2 separate regions of the Sus scrofa genome follow, and region 2 is linked to region 1. A link is a contact called in public Hi-C data. All regions are on one chromosome and are shown on one strand. Each heading gives the region's core, a stretch centred on a gene start, on an enhancer-like site or on the middle of the called end of the contact. The rest is flanking DNA. Distances are from core to core; before and after follow the strand shown.

What was found. A called contact is a pair of places that touch in the nucleus more often than the background predicts.
Region 2: a contact with region 1 is called in a Hi-C map of adipocytes, with 2.7 times the contacts expected there. The contact joins two enhancer-like sites. A contact is called at or near these places in 4 of 47 Hi-C or Micro-C datasets (adipocytes, embryonic fibroblasts and fibroblasts).

What each region holds. Positions count from the first base shown.
Region 1 is chr10:54,094,817-54,098,231 of Sscrofa11.1, reverse strand. No RefSeq gene overlaps it. Among named protein-coding and RNA genes, the nearest start is that of C10H10orf113, 450 kb to the right of the region's middle. Within about 2 kb of position 1,846, at least 1 of the 83 cell types and tissues checked has an H3K27ac peak or open chromatin away from gene starts, as enhancers often do.
Region 2 is chr10:54,212,512-54,215,926 of Sscrofa11.1, reverse strand. No RefSeq gene overlaps it. Among named protein-coding and RNA genes, the nearest start is that of PLXDC2, 460 kb to the left of the region's middle. Within about 2 kb of position 1,741, at least 11 of the 83 cell types and tissues checked have an H3K27ac peak or open chromatin away from gene starts, as enhancers often do.

The DNA of each region.
Region 1 (3,415 bases), core at 597-3,096:
TCCATGAAATACAGCTCTGTAACAGTCTGCTTTCTCTGGAAATTAGACGAAAGATTACCTGTGATACGTTCACTCAGCTTCTCCCTGAGGATACTGCAGGTGCCTTGCTGGAATGCCCTCACATCACTAGGGCTCTGTTTCATTCATGTACCTACATCAACTGGGCTCCCATTTTGATCTAATGCCATGGTCTCCAGAATGTAACCCACGCACTTGAGGGGGTACAAAACACCACCTACTAATCTCGGTGAAGAAAATTTTCGAACTTCTCTTGACATGTGTTTTTATCTTCAAATATGCTTGAAATTATGCTTTTCTGATATTGATTACACAAACTGACGGGGGAGGAAATGTGAACTTTAAATAAATATGTATTTATAGGGGACACTGGCCCCCCAAATGTTTTACTGATGGAATCTGAACGTCCAGATCATCTATATGTTCTTCCTGTTTCAGGTCCAACGACAATATATATGTACTTTTTTTCCCCTTAAAAAGCACAAAATACAGTGCAAACTTTCTTAACGTGGAGTTTGTGGGCCCTTGGAGGATCCACAGGTGGAATTCAGGAGATGCATGAGCCCCTTGAAATCACCTAAAACATTTTATATTGCTGTATATTTATACATTTGACTGGGCTTTAACACAGGTTTCAAAGAGCTGTTGACGTCCCCAAAATTAGCAAGACGAAGGGAATCTTTCCAAGGTCCAGAAGTCTATTTTAAGGCACGTATTTCGATGCCTCCTTTCAATAAACACAATTTAATTACGGAATTGTTTCTAAGGAATGAAACCACTCCAGAGAAGCGACGTCAGCATCATGGCGGCATAAGACGTCCTCTTTTTTTTGTCTCCCTTTTGAAGTAGCTAATTAGGCATCCACCAACAAAAGTGCCTCTGTGGGAGGTGTGGGATCCGGCACCATAAGCTGAAAAGCCCAGGACCAGTCTCACCACTGTGCTGTCAGGAATAAGCAGACGCACCTTGGGGCAGGCTGCAGAACCAATGGAGCCAGAGAACCAGCCCCAAGCCCTCTCAGCCATGGGCAGGGAAAACCTGAAAAGCACTGATTTGAGCAGATACCCACGGAAAGAGAAATTATGGAAGAGAAATTATGGAAGAGAAATTATGGAAGTCCAGCTTCCCTGAAGGGAGATTCCAGCATGCCACTGGAGAGAAAGAAAGAAAGAAAGAAGAGAAAAAAAGAAAAGAAAGAAAGAAAGGAAGGAAGAAAGAAAGAAAGAAAGAAAGAAAGAAAGAAAGAAGGAAGGAAACAAAGAAAGAAAGAAGGAAGGAAAGAAAAATATATATATATACACACATATTAATATATATATGATATAATGTATCTGTACGTGAGTTTGGATGTAGCGGAGAGAGTAAGAAGAACTTGGCCAGTGCCACCCCTCCCCCACGATGAATCAGAGCAGGGCTGAACTATTCCGAGATTACCCCTCCCTTGGGGAAAGAGGAGAGGGATAGGTGAGCTGCTACCCCTTTTCTCTCCAACAGCCCCCAGAGTACTGAAGTGGGATCTCCATACCGGGGGGTAGAAGGAAATCAGGAAAGGGGGAGATAGAAACATAAAGGGCTTTAAAGCGATGTGGTTCATGCGGACTTCGATGGGCATGTCCGCAAGAAGCTTACCCATGAGCTCCAGGAGACCCTCACCCAACGATCTCCCCACCAGGACCACAGGTATCCACAAAGCCGCAAGTGCCAAACACATACCTTCCCCCCACCCTGCGGCCAACTCCTTGTGAATAATCAGGACTACAGCACTAAGTCAATCGGGTAAATAGAGCGTTAGCAGAAAATTTGTGGACAAGGGAAAAACCACAAACTTGAGCTTTAGCGCCACCTTCTGGGAAACAAAAGAAAGGTTTCCAGCAGCCAGCCTGCTGCGTTGTTAAGAACCAAAGACAGAGAAGCTTAAGAATTATTCCAAGAAATATAGAGCCGGTGTACCCATACAAGGTCGGAGAAAACCTCAGATATAACAGAACCAACAAACAGTATACCCCAGCTGAAGGTAACTAGTAAAGATCTGAGGAGGTGTCTGCTACTTCAAAGGTCAAAGCAGCAATGAAAAATTACAAAGAATAAGAAACCTCAATCGAACATGTCAACACCAAAAGATAACAATAATCTTCCAATAAATGAGCTCAAAGGCACAAAATTTTGTGATCTAGCTGGTAAAAAAAACTCAAAATAGCTGTGTTGAGGAAATTCAATGAACTACAGAAAAATTCAGAAAAACAATTTAATAAAATCAGGAAATGTTAGAGCTGAAAAATTCAATGAATGAGAATAAAAAATCCAATAGAGAGTGTATCTAAAGCAGAGCAACTCAAATGGAAGACAGAATAAGTAACCCAGAGGACAGGATTCTAAAATTACCCAGTCAAGGAAAAACAAAGAAAAAGAACGGAAAAAAGCAAAGAAAGTATACATGATCTGTGGGCTCCCATCAAAGTCACAAATATTAAAATAATTAAGACTCCAGAAGAAGAGAAAATTGGGGGGAGCAGAAAGTTTATTTGAAGGAATAACAGGTGAGAATTTCCAAAACATGGAGATAGACCTGGACATACAACTTCATGTTAATAAATCACCTTATTATCTCCATGTAAAAAGACCTTCTCCAAGACATTATAATGAGATGATAAAAAAAAAAAAGAGAGAACACTAAAGGAGCCAGAGGGGAAAAAAAGTGGTGATTTACAAAAGAACTCCTAAGCTATCAGTAGATTTCTCAACAGAAACCCTACACGCCAGGAGAGAGTGAAATGACATATTCAAAGTGCCGAAAGAAAAAAATGGCAGCCAAGAATATGTTTTCTGGCGAGGTTATCCTTCACATTTGAAGGAGAAACAAAGCCTTTCCTAGACAAAGGAAAAAAAAAAGTCATGGGGGTTCATCATCGCTAGACCTTCAGGCAAGAAATGCTGAAAAGAGTTCTTCAAGCTAAAATGAAAATATGCTGAAAACACACAAAAGTATTGTGAACTGGAGACTGACACTTGCCATCTGCCTCCACAAGGACTGAATCATGAGCCACTGCAGCTGCCTACCCCCAACATCCCAGAAAGAGTTCAGGGTGGAGTCAGGAGTGAGGTACTCTGCGCTCCGGGAAAATTAGCAGAACAGGTCTTCAGATAGTTAGTTTCAAGAGAAGATTTTTATAAGCCCCATCCTTACATCTCCTGGTATCCAGAAAAGCACTGAACTCATTCATGGTGACATCTGCTCCTGGTGAGCAGCAGCAATCTTTAGGACACGAGCAGCAACCTTCTGCAAAATGCTTGATTGCATGTACCTCCCCCTTCCCCAAATCGCATATATTCTGACTTCCCCCTACCTCTTTGGAGCAGTGTCTCAGAGCCCCCTGAAATGCTGCCTCCTGGGCTATAG
Region 2 (3,415 bases), core at 492-2,991, 120 kb before region 1:
TTTCCACATTCTACCTATGATGGCTGTTCTGTATTTTTCACCACTGTGTAACACTGGTCATATTCTCTCCAGCATTTTCCTCACTGTCCTTTAAATCTTCCCAGTTGTCTCCTGAGGCACGATGGCTTCCACCTGCTACCTGGTCCAGTGCTCATGCGACATGTTTTGGTGTTTGGTTATGGCTGCATCCTACCTCTAGGTAACAACTTCTGTTCCAGATACACAACAAATGCGCCGAGAGATTGAATGTGGGAGCTTCCAGGCTCTTAAAGTCTGGATCCAGAAACTGTACAACATCTCTCTGATCAAGGTTCCCCAGATTGAAGGGGAGTTTACAAAGATGGGATTAGTGTCAAATCAATTGGAGGCATTTTTAACCTACCACAGATGAGGAAGCATGAAGGAGGAGCAGGTTTGAAGACGAAAGTTCAGTTCTGCATGCTGAAATTGCGAGAGGTCAGTTAATATTTCAAATAGAGGCAGTGACATGGACGGACCTAGAGATTATAATAAGCGAAGGCAGGCCAAAGACAAATATCATATGATATCACTTATACATAGAATCTAAAAATAGTACAAATGAACTTATTTCCAAAACTGAAACAGACTGCCCTTATGCCTACCAAAGGGGAAGGGGGATGAGGAAGGGTTAGATTGGGAGTGTGGGATTAACAGATGAATACCACTTTATATAAAATAGCTAAAAACCAAAGATTTGCTGCCTTCACTATCTTGTAATAATCTGTAATGGAAAATAACATCGGAAAATACAGATATATACCTATATACAATATAGACCTGGATCACTTTGCTGTACACCTGAAGCTAACACAATATTGTAAATCAACTATACTTCAATTAAAAAAAATTCAAATAGACACTTGGATATGACTCTAGACCCCCGAAGAGAGCTTTGAGTTTGGCGGGTAAATCTGGAAACTATGAAAATGAACACTGTTCCCCCAAAGACAGTGTAGAGCAAGAAGAGGAGAAGACTCAGGGCTAATGGCTGAGAAATCCAAGTTTAGACAGTGGAGCAGTTCATGGTGTAGACCGAGGGAGAGTGGTCAGAAGGACGGGACGAAACTCAGGCCCCTGCGGTGTTTATGGAAGTCAGGGAAGAAAGAAAGAAAAAGTGCTCACAGGACATGCATGTTTTTCCTCCTCGGGCTTCCTGCCAGCTCAACTGACTGTGAATGGACCACATTCTAAAACAAATAACAACATACTTTCCTACTGGGTCAAAATTACCAGCAGGGTTTTGGCCAGACTCTGAACTTTGTTTTTATACAAGTAAGGAAATATTTAAGTAATGTGAATTTTTAGGGGAAAAAAAAAATCTTAAAAGCCCAAAAATGTGACAGCCACGACTCTTAGAGGCTGAACAGAATATATTCGTAATAGAAACAATATGCAGGGAAGAGAAAAAGCAGCACAAAACCAACAGCGTGCCGGCAAACTGTCCCTGTACACAAGAATCTGATGTTTTGCCATTTCACCCACTTGTTTTAAAGAAGGACAGTCTTCTGGGAAAATGAAGAACCAAGATATGATATATCTTTTCACTAAGCATAAATCAAGTGAGAATGCTGTTGACAAGTAGAAATTTCCTTTTCAAACACTGTTCATGAAAGTGAGTTTTGTAAGCCATGGCCACCTGCGTGGTGTTTCAGGACAAGTACAAGCTGGCTTGCATTTATTGGAAGTGAACACTGCAATTTGCTTAAAATATTCTTCCACCCTAGGATGTCTTACTACCTCGGTCCAGCTCCTGTCCACTTGAGATGCCAAGACTTCACCCACCTCCTTCCTGGCCTCCTCTCTTTCAATGAACACAAATCATCAGACATAAAACAAGACCATCTAAGATTTTTGCCTTTTTTTTTTTTTTTTTTGTCTTTTTTTACCATTTCTTGGGCAGCTCCTGTGGCATATGGAGGCTCTCAGGCTAGGGGTTGAATCAGAGCTGTAGCCGCCGGCCTACGCCAGAGCCACAGCAATGGGATCTGAGCCGCATCTGCAACGTACACCACAGCTCATGGCAACGCCGGATCCTCAACCCACTGAGCAAGGCCAGGGATCGAACCTGCCATCTCATAGTTCCTAGTTGGATTCGTTAACCACTGAGCCATAATGGGAACTCCTAAGATCTTTGCTCTTTAAGAGGCCTTGGAACCCTGTCTATGGATGATTTCCGGCTGTGGAAGGAAATTACAATACATCACATGCACGGTTTCATCAGCATTCTTGGGGATGTGGGGTAACTCTTTTGTGGGGAGGTAACCATAAAACCACTTTTATTTGGATGTTTCCAGATTCCTGACGCTCTGGAGAAAATGCAGCCAACATAAAATCCTCCATGTTTTATATAAAAAGCTAACCCAAAGCTTGGCTACTGTACCTCTCAGGGTAGATACCACCTCCTTCAGGTTGGCTGTCTCTGAAATATTCCAAGAAGGATCGTAAAGTCCTGACAGCAATTAAGTATAAAAAGGCAGAGAAAATGGCTCAAAAAAAAAAAAAAAAAAAAAAAGAAAAGAAAAGAAAAATTCAGAGAGAGGTGAAATGTAAAATATTCCAGAAGGCCCTGGGAAACTGTACAAGTTTTTGTTTTTTTTTTTCCCCAGAAGATTGATGTGAATTTTGGAAAAGTCTTTTAACTGCTCTGAGTTTATGCAAATCCAAGTTCTGAATGTTTTTGAGGTCTGCCCTATCAGTCGTAATATATAATGGAAAGAACTAATTATCTTAGAACCATGCAGCTGCATGCCACCTTCAGATTAATATCAGAGTTCAAAGACAGAAGCAGATGTGTAAACCTGAAGCAGTGCCAGATATGTATTTGGGAGCATTAGGAAATATTTGGTCTGGTGAAAGAGTCTTATTCAATAATAATTTTCCATCTCTCAACCATGGTGATGGGATTAATATATATTCGTCTGTCAACTAGGTTGCTGTTTTTCATTGTATTTGTTATTTTTCCATTTGGGGCTTAATAGACAGGAAATTGCAGCTTTTTCAGAGCTTTGTAGATTTTGTAAATCCCAAGTGGAAGATACCCAGAAAAACAAATCCAAATAAGGTACCTCTGCTGTTGTCAACTGAAATTTATTATTCTCTTTTTAGCAGGACTGAGACTAACACTGCACAATTCAATTTGCTGCCACTTGCCTCTTAATTTTGCAGCTAAATAGCTGAGGTTTAGATACACATTATTAAGACAGCAAATGTTTGTTGGCATCATGCTTTAAGCAATCCAACCCCTTGATAGAACAGCCCAGATTTGGGGAACTTGGAAATGCCCGAAGTCAAAGATGCTAAATAACCACTGTGAGTCTGAAAGAGACCTAACTTAGTGACACTGGCATGTCTTTACTGAAATCCAGCCTTTGATCAGAAGAGCATAAAAAATATT